Linked DNA regions of Mus musculus: all the other regions are linked to region 2. Evidence: chromatin contacts called from public HiChIP or PLAC-seq data. All regions are on one chromosome and are shown on one strand. Each heading gives the region's core, a stretch centred on a gene start, on an enhancer-like site or on the middle of the called end of the contact. The rest is flanking DNA. Distances are from core to core; before and after follow the strand shown. Region 1 holds the start of Plat (plasminogen activator, tissue). Region 2 overlaps Ikbkb (inhibitor of kappaB kinase beta). Region 3 holds the start of Vdac3 (voltage-dependent anion channel 3).

The links. HiChIP or PLAC-seq counts read pairs in DNA pulled down with a chosen protein or histone mark.
Region 1: an H3K27ac HiChIP or PLAC-seq map of embryonic fibroblasts shows a contact between it and region 2, with 15 read pairs. The contact joins the promoter of Plat here to the enhancer-like site in region 2. A contact is called at or near these places in 9 of 39 promoter capture datasets (the 3T3-L1 cell line, the C10 cell line, embryonic stem cells and 3 more), 1 of 15 datasets of contacts at CTCF or cohesin (the NIH/3T3 cell line), 13 of 484 Hi-C or Micro-C datasets (the AML12 cell line, B cells, the C2C12 cell line and 5 more), 6 of 115 datasets of contacts at active chromatin or transcription factors (bone marrow-derived macrophages, double positive thymocytes, embryonic fibroblasts and 3 more) and 3 of 9 other capture datasets (adipose tissue, embryonic stem cells and liver).
Region 3: a contact with region 2 is called in a CTCF HiChIP or PLAC-seq map of the NIH/3T3 cell line, with 9 read pairs. The contact joins the promoter of Vdac3 here to the enhancer-like site in region 2. A contact is called at or near these places in 1 of 39 promoter capture datasets (macrophages), 1 of 15 datasets of contacts at CTCF or cohesin (the NIH/3T3 cell line), 1 of 484 Hi-C or Micro-C datasets (CD8 T cells), 2 of 115 datasets of contacts at active chromatin or transcription factors (the 230-238 cell line and embryonic stem cells) and 3 of 9 other capture datasets (adipose tissue, liver and pancreatic islet).

Annotation. Positions count from the first base shown.
Region 1 is chr8:22,755,515-22,759,473 of GRCm38.p6, forward strand. Plat (plasminogen activator, tissue) reads left to right here and starts at 2,208. Exons shown (of 14, transcript NM_008872.3): 1 at 2,208-2,314.
Region 2 is chr8:22,679,344-22,683,449 of GRCm38.p6, forward strand. Ikbkb (inhibitor of kappaB kinase beta) reads right to left here. Exons shown (of 22, transcript NM_001159774.1): 6 at 3,383-3,471; 7 at 2,320-2,409. Among named protein-coding and RNA genes, the nearest start is that of Ikbkb, 25 kb to the right of the region's middle. Within about 2 kb of position 1,983, at least 15 of the 459 cell types and tissues checked have an H3K27ac peak or open chromatin away from gene starts, as enhancers often do. A contact at or near this core is called in the 230-238 cell line, the NIH/3T3 cell line, embryonic fibroblasts and 1 more, where this site is marked.
Region 3 is chr8:22,591,439-22,595,082 of GRCm38.p6, forward strand. Vdac3 (voltage-dependent anion channel 3) reads right to left here and starts at 2,375. Exons shown (of 9, transcript NM_011696.2): 1 at 2,246-2,375.

The DNA of each region.
Region 1 (3,959 bases), core at 958-3,457, 76 kb after region 2:
CAAGGTTTTATAATCATGTGTGGAATTTTAAAACTTATTGTTATTAGGTTAAAATTTCAGAAGTCTGCTCCAGGAGAATTGCCTGATTTTTAACTTTTCATTTTCATCACTTCGAACGATTTGTTAGAATAGTGCAAATCCCTCTTGTACAGTCTGGTAAGCGATTCTTCATAGCTATCACCATCTCCAAGAGGACTTTGCTTTGTCCTATCCATTTTTTTCCTCAGGGAGTGCATGAGCCTGCAATTCACCCACCTGGTCCAGCTAGCCAGTGTAAGTCTCCAGTGCAGATGAAGGCCTGGACAGTATATGCTGCCTTTACTACTTCTAAGCGGATATGAGCGAACGTCTGTTAACTCTAGACTGAGAACAGACAAAGGAAACAATTCCATGGGTCTAGCCTGGAGAACTAAACAGTGAATTCAACTGGGGTAACTTCCAGAAGTATGAGATGAGGGGTGTCCTCTGGTCAAGTCCCTCACAAAGAAAAGTCCCTCACCACCTCAGCATTTGTTAATAGCCCATCCCTGTGTCCTCGGGGAGAAATGGGGCAGGGAGATGCAGGTCTATGAGCCTTGGGCCTTAATAGGGTCTAATTTCAGGGCAGGACCAGCCATGGCATGCATGAGGAGTCCCTACATCCCAGCAGTGTATTCCCAATAATGCCATCTGGATATTTACCTCATTTGTCCTTAAAAGCTGATCCCCTTTTAAAGGAGATGCTTTTAGTCTGTACACAGAGCACCTGCCTCCTGGTTAATAGCTGTGTTGTCAGCTTCTTGCCCACTTCTCTTTCCTTGGGCTATCCTGGGAATCACATCACTTCTTAATTAGTTTTCTCATCATGGTTTTTGTCCTGATACCTCGTCAGCTGTCCACTTCCATTGCCCCCAACAAAGGGATCATTAAGCCAACTCTCTGCCCCCACAGGTGACACACACTACAGAGAGGACCCCCATTGCAGAAGCTAGCCTTAGGAACTCTTTCTTCAGCACTTCATTTTCTTATCCATCTGCCCCCAAGTTATTGTACTTGGAGCCCTTTGGAGCAAAGGGCTCCTAGGCAAGTTTCCCAGGATGTGATATCATTAAGATTTATTTTCACTCCCCCCACCCCACCCCCCTGCAATCCTTTGACTAAAATCAAAGTTCCCATTGTTATGGTATCAGCTTCCCATTTGTATTTCTGGCTCTTCAGTCTTGCTTCCCACCCCCCCCCACCCCCACCCCCCGGAGTCTGACAGGGGAAACAGACTCACAGGTGGTAGAAACACAAAAGCTGGGGTTTCGGAGGATGTGTGTGTGTGTGTGTGTGTGTGTGTGTGTGTGTGTGTGTGTTTATGGAGGGGAGTGTGCATTTAGCAAAACTCAGGGCACCTGTGATTACTGAGAAACCCTCCTCTCAGCTCCACGCCAGCCGAGATTGACAGAGGCCACTCGCCCACCCCTCTGATGTGCAAGCAGCTGCAGATGAAGACTAAACTGGAATTTTGGGTGACCTGGTGCCCCGAGACTGCCGAGGCTTTGGTAGGTTGTGAAAGGGTCATCAGAATAGTAGTTTTCAGGAGCTTTTATTGTCTGCCTCCGGGGTGTGGGGCTTAGAAGAAGGATGGCTTAGGATAGAATTTCAGGGTGCTGAGGCTGAGAGACCTGCCCATTTCCCCACTTTTCTCAATTCTCTGAGAGATCTCTGCTGAGATGCCGCAGAGAAGCACCTCAGTCTAGGAGAGCAGGTCAGAGGTAGGGAGCGCACCAAAAGTCATGTGCGTTCTATCTCCAGTCACACCCAACCCAGCTTATCATCATCTGCCCGGCCAATTAATTGCCCACGTGTCCTGAGGGGTAGTTGCTTCAAATTCCAGAAGACCTCTCCCCCATCCCCAACTGGGCGGGGCTGTTTAGAACTATAAACTCATGGGTCAAGACAGGAGCTTAGAGCAGCAGATCCTTACAGTTCCTTTTAGGCCTTTGAGACCGGGGTTTTAAAACAGGATGAGTCTTAAGTCCCCTCCAACTCTGAAAATTCCTGTGATTCGATGACATCAGTACGGTGAATAATCAAACTGGCGGCAAGCCAAGACTGGCTGTGCTCCTCCGCGCGCACTTCCTCCCCCTCCTTAGAGACACCGGCTGCTCCATTGGCTCCTCAGTCCACCCACCAGCAGAGGAGAAACCCCGCCCACACCTCTGGCCCCACCCCTTCTTCATCCTTCAAATTGGCTGGAGCTGTTCAGGGAGACAGAGCCTGCAGGAACTCAAGAGCTCAGCGTCAAGGAGAGGCCCCTGCAAGAGTGGGAAAGAAGCAAGCACTCTCGGTAAGTTAATTTCTGCCGGTATCTAACAGCTGACTCTTCTTCTGTCCCTTTAAAGTCTTTGGGGGCAAACTGAGCCAGTGAAGGGATGCTTAATGGAAGCACAGACAGAGGACCAGCCAGCATCATCCAGGGTTCTTTGCAATGACCCTGGGTAAGCTGAGGTGAGAGGGAGAGAATGGGAGAGAGGTGTCTCTTGCAGAAGTTTTGCTTGCACAGGGGAGAAAGCAAACAGAATGACTCCGGTTCTTTCAACAGACAATGGGAGCAGCACTAACGGGCAGTAACTAGATTCAGCTGCCTTCCTGAGCTGAGAAGCCAGAGTTGTATGGCTACCTTCTGACCAAGGAACACACTAAAAAACAGGCTGGGCATCAAGGAGGGGGCATTTTGCCTGGGCAGCATGATTAACTAGGCTGGCAGAGAGAAGCTGAGATTTTTAGGAACCTCTCATTACTAGTGGGAGTCAGGATGCAAAACCTCTCGTCTCTCGGGAGTTCATCGCATCCTCTCTTCCGTTCTTCCAGTCAATCTCACCCTTGGACATCAAGCACAGATGTGTTTGCTTTTTCATGCTGCAGCTGGAAGAGTCTAAAGGCTCTCTGGATTCCTTCAGGACCTTTGTTTTCTTAACCTCACAGAAACAGCGGGAGGATGGATGGAGTGGGGGGAGGGAGAGATGGTGTGGGCGTGGGAGGAAAGTATGCAGCGCTCCAAGATAACTAAGGACGAAGCTTCAGTGCAAAGAAAAGCAGTAGCAATGCTTTAATTTGATGGCCAGCTTAGAATGATGCCGTGGTCTTCCGCAGCTGATAATGGGGCAGGGGCATATACAAAAAACGTGTGTCTGTTGTGGTGGTGGATATTTAACAATCCTGCGAGCGCGTCACAAATACAACTGGAGTACACTTACAGAAAAATACAGCTAGGGATTTTCACTGAGATCCAGACGTGGCCTGTCCAGAACAAATCTATGCAGGTCAGTGGAAGGTAGAGTGGGCACAGCCAGTGAGGGTTAAATAATATTCAGCCCCAGACCAGATACTGGAAACACTATAATGTAAACAGTCCCTCTGACCATCCTGTTCAATCCACCTAAAGTGTTTTTAGGAGAGCCAGCCTGTATCCTGGCAGGGGCAGTACTAGCTGCACCCCCCCACCCCGGACCAACTGGATTAGGACGGAGTTTCCAGGACACCCCCAGATTATTTGGAAAGTCTCCTGTGAGTTCTACAGCAGCTGGCCTGCTCTCTCCCAGACCCAGGATGCTTGATGCAGCCGGGAGGAGCAGAGGAACATCTATATTTCCGCTAAGGCTTTGGGGACTGAAGCTGCACACATCAAGACTGCTCACTGAGCAGGGTGCTCGGCCAAAGCCAGAGAGTGACTCAGAGTTGCCTGCCAGGCTCGTGGACTGGAAAGACTGGTGTGAGGGTTGTAAGGTGAAAACACATGTGCTCGTCCTCCATCTAATGGTGGAGGCTGCAAACACGGCTTATCAGCCACAGTTAATAGACTTAACGCCATTCACAGTGTAAAGTTCACACACATCCCGAGACACCAGGTCTCTGTGAGTGGGAGCCTTTGGTGGTCTGAGCTGAAACAGTGCAATCTGAGTTCTGGCAGCTGTGCATCTATTGTCTCAGAA
Region 2 (4,106 bases), core at 733-3,232:
TGGACCAAGGAACCCTGAGTCAGCTAACATATAGCCATACAATGAGATGGGAAATTTACGGTCAAGCAGTAAAGAACCAAGATGCACGATTGTCGCCCAGGCTAAGAGAGCTAGAGTGACCCAGGAGGGTGATGAAGCCAGGCAGGCCATAATCTGGGCTCCAAAAGCTTGAAGGAAACACACAGAAAGAAACATCCCAGAAAGGACCATGAGCAGGAAAAAGACCATACATGATCTACATGGGCAGGCAAGACTCACAGAAGGGCCAGGGAGTCAAAAGCAAGAGAGATTTGGACAAAAATTTAGCTCAGTCTCTAGACATGGCCGCGGCTGACATGTGGACAGCTTCACTCAGCGTCTTGAGTGGGACACAGAGGAAATCTGAGTGAATGTGTGCTGCTGACGTGGGCACTGCCGTGTCAAGGACCACAGCCTCAGGCCCACGGGGAAATGGCAAAGCCCTGCCCACAGCGGTAAGGATCAGAGATGGCAGAGCTTTCCTAGGGGGTCCATGCATGACTGCTGAAAGTGTGTGCAGGAAAGGTATATTACAGCCCCCCCCCCCAACACTGACAGCTCAGAGACCGCTCCTCTCCATCGAGACTCCTATGAAGATTGGCTAGACCCAAACCCATCTCCGAGACCCCACCTCCTTGTTCAGTGAATAACCTTGCCTCTCTGCTATAACGCAGGGAGCTTCAGAGGTGCCTGTCAGTCAGCCGTGGCTTCATTCTCTTGCCAGCCCTCAAGTCCCAGGAGCCAGGCAAGCATTCGTCCGTGACGGTTAGAGCATGGGTTCACGTCACTTAATTGATGCTGAGCTACATTGGACCCCAGAGGGTACACAGCAGGAAGTAGATAATTACATCATATGGAGACAAGGCCTGAATAATGTCACTGTGGTCACTGTTGAGAAAGCTGCATCCATACAGTAGGAGAGGAACAGGGAACCGAGTACGCTAGTTGGTAGGCTGGGTGGGAAACACGACTGGATTCAGGAAAACAGCATAATTTCTTCCTTAAGAAATAGGATGCTGAAGCTCATTCAGCCCTGAGAATCTGACCTGTTTCCGTTCACGGAACTGCAGATTCTACCATTCAATCACAGGCTGATGGCTGTTATCACCCGTAAGTGAGCTACTACTAAGTCTTCCTTAGAGTCTCTGTTATCTACTGCCACCCCTGACTTTTTTTTTTTAAAGATGGGATCTCACTGTGTAGTCCAGGCTAGCCCCAAGCCTGTTCTTTTCTTGCCTCTACCATCCAAGTACTTGGGTTGTAGGTAAGTGCTGAGATGACGGGTGTGTAACGCAGTGTCCCAGCCTGGTGAGCACTTCCTGAGTTTAGTCGCTCTCTACCTCTCTCCTCTCCTCGAGCAGATGTGCAGGTGTCGAGGTTCTCCTGTTGGGTACAATTCCTCTCCTCGTCATCCTTCGAGGCTAGCTTCTCCAGTGTGAGGCCCTTCAATGCTATTCCAGGGTTTTTACAACACAGTTTAAAACTTTTAAGGCCAGTTTTAAAAAGATGGCAATAATCTGCCCCTTTTTTCTCCCCAGTTTCACCTCCAGACACTGTCTTTGTTTTCTGAGCCCCTGTCTGCCACCCGACTACATCTTCCAATGGCATATCCAATAGGATATGCCAAGGAGATCTACTACACTTCTGCCGGCATCGCCTCTCCCTTCCTTCCACAGCCGACTCCCACTTTAGCCCTTTGCCTTTAGGCCGAGACTTAGTTAGGTGCTCCCTGTATACATCCTTAGACACAATGCGCATTTTTTTGTTTTTAATCAGTGGTACCCAAGACAATGGTGTTTTCTGTATTATCTGTGTATCACGGTAACAAATGTCTGTTTTCTTTAGTTTTTCCTCAAATGCCAAGCGCTTGATGATCTGAAAATGTTTCTCTCTCTTCCTGTTGTAATACCAGCTCTGAGTACAATCTCTGGCACATGATATTCCTGATGAATGAGTCGCTCAGATAATATTCCATTATTCAGACCCCATGACACACAGAAGGGAAATCACAGCCCCACCTCTTCCTCCCTGGCTCCCGAGACCCTCCAAGAAACTCAGCCTCTACAGATGATCAGATAAGACCCCGTGGCACACAGAGGTTCCAGGCTCTTCCTAAAGGCACACAGACACAGCCCTTCTCACAACAGTCTTTCCAGAGGGCACAAGACATTCACAAGTAAATTACCAATTCTAAATATCCATGGAGCCGGCAAGACTGAGACACAGGTAGGAAGGACAGACAGACCCACAAATACAAATATCAGCGATCAGAGAAGCAAACACTGGAGCCCCATTTCTTACCAGGTATTGCAGAGTCCCCACAAATGACGTGCACAGACTGCCCTGATCCAGCTCCTTGGCATATCCTAGATCAATAATTTTGTGTATTAACTGGAAAAAAGAAGGGAGGGGAGGGGTGGGGAGAAGAAATCTGAAGGCTGTAAGAAGGCAGTTTGCCATCGGAGCAAAGACATTCCTGAGTTCCCAAAGGACACTGGTCCCTAAACATCTTAGAGCCACAGCATTCACGGGAGAGTACCCTCAGCATAGTAGATTTGGGGCACTATAAATGTTGGGCAGATACTTTTCTTGGTCTGCCACCAATCAATTAAGAACCTACATATCATCCCTCAGGATCACTAAGCCTGGATTGGCAATGTGAGAGGCCAGGCCAGCCCCTGCTCAGGAGATATCCAGGATTACTGGAAGGATGATAGCTCCATGAGCCTGCCACAGTCACGGGCTGGGCTGGGAATTGTGAGGGAGGCTGACTCCTGGCTGAACAGAGCTGGGAAAACTACAGCATCCAAGCCCATGGAGAGGCTATGATCACACTTGAGTAGGGCAGCCATTGAGAAGAAGGGCTACAGATAGTTCGTGTGCGATGGCAAGCTGGACCATGTCCAAGATGGGCCGATGCCGGCTCTTCGTGTCTCTTCTCGGCCATATCCACAGCCAACGTCAGCTCATTTCAGCTCACCAAAAGATGAGGCTCACAAGTCAAACGGGAAAAAAGTCTCTTTCCAAGACGTGTTAGGTTGAGGGTGGACATGAATTAACAAACATTGTGTCCCTTATCAGGTTCCTCTGACTTAGCCAGTTAACAATGTACTACATTCAGAGCTGGAGAAAATAAAGATGAAAATAAAACTCCAATGTTATACTTCTAAGCTTGCCTCAATCTGCTTGCACTGCTGTTTCAAGAAAAACAAAAGAAAGAAAAAAAAAAGGTTCTTAAGAGAACCAGAGTGCCTCAGGGAAATACAGAAACAGGCAGCTTCCAAAGCACACACATCCCTTTCATGTGTGCCAGAGCAGCCCACATGGCCCTTGAGATGCTCTGAGACCCGGGGACGCCACTCACTCTTTTCTCTCCTTGCTGCAGAACGATGTTTTCTGGCTTCAGGTCTCGATGGATGATTCTGTTTTCGTGAAGGTATCTAAGAGCCGATGCTGAGGAAGAGCAACGGGGAGTGATGTTTTATTATGTCTAGAAAAGAGTTATTTTTGTGTGTGTGTGTGGTTTTTTTTTTTTTTTTTTTTTTGTCTCAGAATTGACTAGCCTGCAAGAGACAATACGGTGTGTCTTGTCTTGACACATTTTCTGACTTTTGAGTAGCCTGTGGCTGACACTGTTCATGTTGGGTGAAGGAGACCAGGACAAGAGAGTAGAATTCTAACTGTGAGATCCTGACACACCCACTGATGGTGCAGTTCAGCTAGTATGGTGTTCTCCCAGTGTGAGGTTTTGTATATCCTTGGACCAGGGAGAGGCACCATCTGGAGGTGTGGCCTTGTTGGAATAGGTGTGACCTGGTTGGAATGGGTGTGTCACTGTGGGTGTGGGCATAAGATCCTCACCCTAGTTGCCTGGAAGTCAGTCTTCCACTAGCAGCCTTTGGATGAAGACAGAACTCTCAGCTCTTCCTGCACCATGCCTGCCTGGATACTGCCATGCTCCCACCTTGATGATAATGGACTGAACCTCTGAACCTGTAAGCTAGCCCTAATTAAATGTTGTTTTTTATAAGACTTGCCTTGGTCATGATGTCTGTTCACAGCAGTAAAACCCTAACTAAGACACCCAG
Region 3 (3,644 bases), core at 1,125-3,624, 88 kb before region 2:
TGGAATTAAGGCACTAACTGCCAAGACTCAGGACCTGAGTTCTGTCCCTCAGACACACTGGGTGGAAGGAGAGAACCAACTCCCACAAGTTGTCCTCTGACACAGCCAGTGGCATGCAGGCATCTAAACACATCAAACTAACTCTCTAATTTGGGGCTAAGATAGCTCAACGAGGTACAAATCACCAAACCTAACAACCTGATTCTGATGCCAGAACACATGGTTGGTTGAACCAACTCCCCTAAGTCATCCTCTGACCGGCACACAGGGGCAGAAGAAGCAAAAGCGTGCACAAGCGCAAGTGTGCAACACACATGAAATATATACATGAATAAAGACAAACAAAACACAGGGTGGATATGGGGAAACGTGACTTCAACCCCAGCACTCAGAGGCAGAGGCAGACACAATTTGTACATCTGAAGCAAGCTAGAGGTGCTACATAATGAGACTCTGAATAAAAATAAAAATTAAAAAAAAAAGCCTGACTGCGTGACCTTAATAGATGACAAAGTTGTTGACCATGAACTTTGTAGATGAAGTTGTGTCAGATCAACAGGTTGAACACATCTTCCAGTTACGATCACTATGCCTGAACTATGGACACTTTGCAAATCATTTAAATAACTACCCTGTATATTTATACTCAGTCAGTCCAACTCTTAATCCAATTCCTGCTAGGCTTTTGCCTATAAATAAACAGGGCCTTGGTTTATAGCCCAGGCTCACCTCAAACTTACTGTGTAGCAAGGTTGACCTCTCTCAACATATGATAGTCCTTAGCTTCCGGGGAGCTAGGATTATAGCTGTGTGCCACCATATTCAGCAAGACTTATGTCCTAACTGGAAAGTCATTGAAAATTTGTACCTGTCACATGCACACACTATGATATAAAGTTAAGAGGAAAGAGCATACAAAAAAAACATATATAAAGTCGGGGCAAAGGAGATGGCTCAATTGGCAAAGTGTCTGTCACACAAGCATGAGGAACTGCATATGAGGACCCACACAGCACTGGGGTAGGGAAAGTGCGGAGACAGGAAGACTTCTCAGTTCAGTGAGGAGACCTATACCCAACATCAACCACTGGACTCCACATGCATACGGATGTGCACACAAACGTGTACATACACCACATAAACAAGTTCACACACACACCCAAAATTTATAGAGAAATGGGGATGGCGTATGGGTAAAGCACTTATCTTACATAGAAGAGGATCTATAATTGATGCCACGGGTTTTATCCAAGGCATCAATCAAAAGGAAAAGTTAAGGAGTCAAGGCAAATGAGTGGTATTGATGTTCTACATCAATCTATAATAAAATTCTGCTCTATGTTACAGAGTTTGGAGTCCACTAGCAGGGTAATTTTACAGTCCCGGTAGTAATGTAAATCTTTTGCCATCATTCTAGGAGGGAGGAAACACAGGTCTTACGTATTCAGACAGAAACGTTTATACAGTTTTAGGTTTTCATACTGATCAGGGAGAAAATAAACCAAGGTGGTCGAAATGTCTAAGTGCTATTTACAAGCTGCGTTTAGCGTTTTTGATCCACTGTTTCTCAAAAATCATCACTTTGCAAAAGTCAAGTGGATAACTGAAGTCGTTCATGCCCAAACTGTCCCTTACTCGGACCCATGATTCTAATGGGAAATGCACTGCTGGTATGATCAAGCAAAAAAATCGAGAAAACCCGGACTCCATGTTACTCGAGAGTCAAGCTACAACCTCACAATCATCTTAGCGCTACAAGACAGCTATGCACCATGCCCTGAGGCTGCATTAGAGCCTGAGAGGACGACAAAAGGCACTAACTAGAGGAGACAGCTTCTCTTTTGTTCCTTGTTTCTGCTTTTTAAGATGCATGAAGAGCATCCACCCTTCGGCCGTCGGGAGTGCAAGACACGCCTGACAAGTGCTGGACACACCAGACAGCGGGGTGAGGACAGGGTCGGGTGTAGGTTTGGGGTTCCGGGACTCGTCCTCTCTAGAAACCGCCCGCCTTCCAGCCTGGCCCCGGGCAGACCGCCAGTGCGCACGCCGGGTGCGGCGGAAGGTCGCGGCCGGCCCAGGGCGGCGACTCCCGCCCTCAGGCGACCAACAGGGTCCGGGCAGCGGAGTCTCCCCTGCCTCGCCTCGCCCTAGGTCGGCGCCCCTCAGCTCCTCCTCCGTGGCCTCGGCCGGCTCCTCAGGCCCGCCGGCCATCCGCCCACCCGGCCCGCGGCAGCGGTCGCCTCACCTACAACCCGAGGGTGGGCCCGTCCCGCTCCACCAAGGCAACGCTGAAGGTCTTCTCGAACCAACGCCGTCTGCGCCTGCGCGACCTCGCTCCCCCGCCGCGCCTGTGCGCCTGCGCGCCCGTCGTCCCCCAGCGCGAGTGCGCGCGGCGCGGCGCCGCGCCTCAGACCAGACGTGCAAGGGGCCCCGCGGCGGGCGCCTAGGCCAACTGTCCGGCTGCGCGTGCGCGGGCGAGTGCGCGGGCGCAGTGGGGGCCCTGCTGGCGGGTGACCGGCGCGGGGTGGTGTGGAAATGGCCGAAAGGCCTTTGAGGACCTTTGCTGGGCCGGGAGGCGCGGCTCTCGCGAGAATGTGCCAAAGCCGTAGCTACTGTCCCCTGAAGGGGCGCGGGCGGGCAGGGCGCCAGCAGAGACCCAGGGCGGGCTCTGCGGACGCGAGCTGCCAGCCAGAGTGTCGCTCCCAGACCCTGCCACCCTCTCTATGGTGGATGACTTGCAGGTCTTTATGGGAACTTCGTCCCAGGTCAACTGTAATTTTAAAATGTGAGTCTTCTCAGTTGGAACGATGAGAGAAAACCCAGGCCCTAGAGGTTAGGCGACTGCGGGCTTCTAGAGCATGCAAGTTAATTCAAGAGAGAGAGAGGATGGAGAGAGAGCTCTTCTTAGAAGAGAAATCAATGTCGCAGGAATTGTGCAAGGAACACACCACTGCTTTAGAGCCACCTTAGTGACAACCGATTCCCCAGCAAACGGTTAAGGAGATCCCGATGGTTCCCAGGACTCACTCACTCCGCGGATTATTTACTGAAGAGGAAAGGACCTTCACAGCCAGAAAATCGCCTTCACCAAGTGACTAAAGCTAACTTCAGGTGCCCTGTCATTCACAGAAAGGGACACAAGTCGATATTCTTATATTCTTGGTTGTGAACCTAGCCTTTAACGGCTGAGCCATCTCTCCAGCCCACGAGTCAGTATTCTTAACAAAGCATGTAATTTGTCTATGGGCGAGAAAGCAAATCCAAATTAAGGGACGTTCTGCGAAGCAACTGCTCAATCTTCAATGTCATGAAAGATGAAGAAAAGGGTTTAAGAACAAAAAGATGTAATGCTAAAGTGTTTTTGTGAGTCTCAGTTGGACTGTGGATAAAACAAAAGGGCTATTGAACACAACCAAGCAACTGAGGAGATTTGAGTAAACTACACTAGTACACTAGTACTAGAGCAACGTAGAATCTGAGGGTACTGTGCCTTGGTTATGTACAAATGGCCTTTTTGGAAATATTTGTTGATGTTTCTACCGCTAACTCTTTTTATTGAAAATAATTTTTCATACACTATATCCCGGTCATGTTTCCCCACCCCCAGCTCCTCCCAGATTCCCCCAACCACCTGACTCCATGCC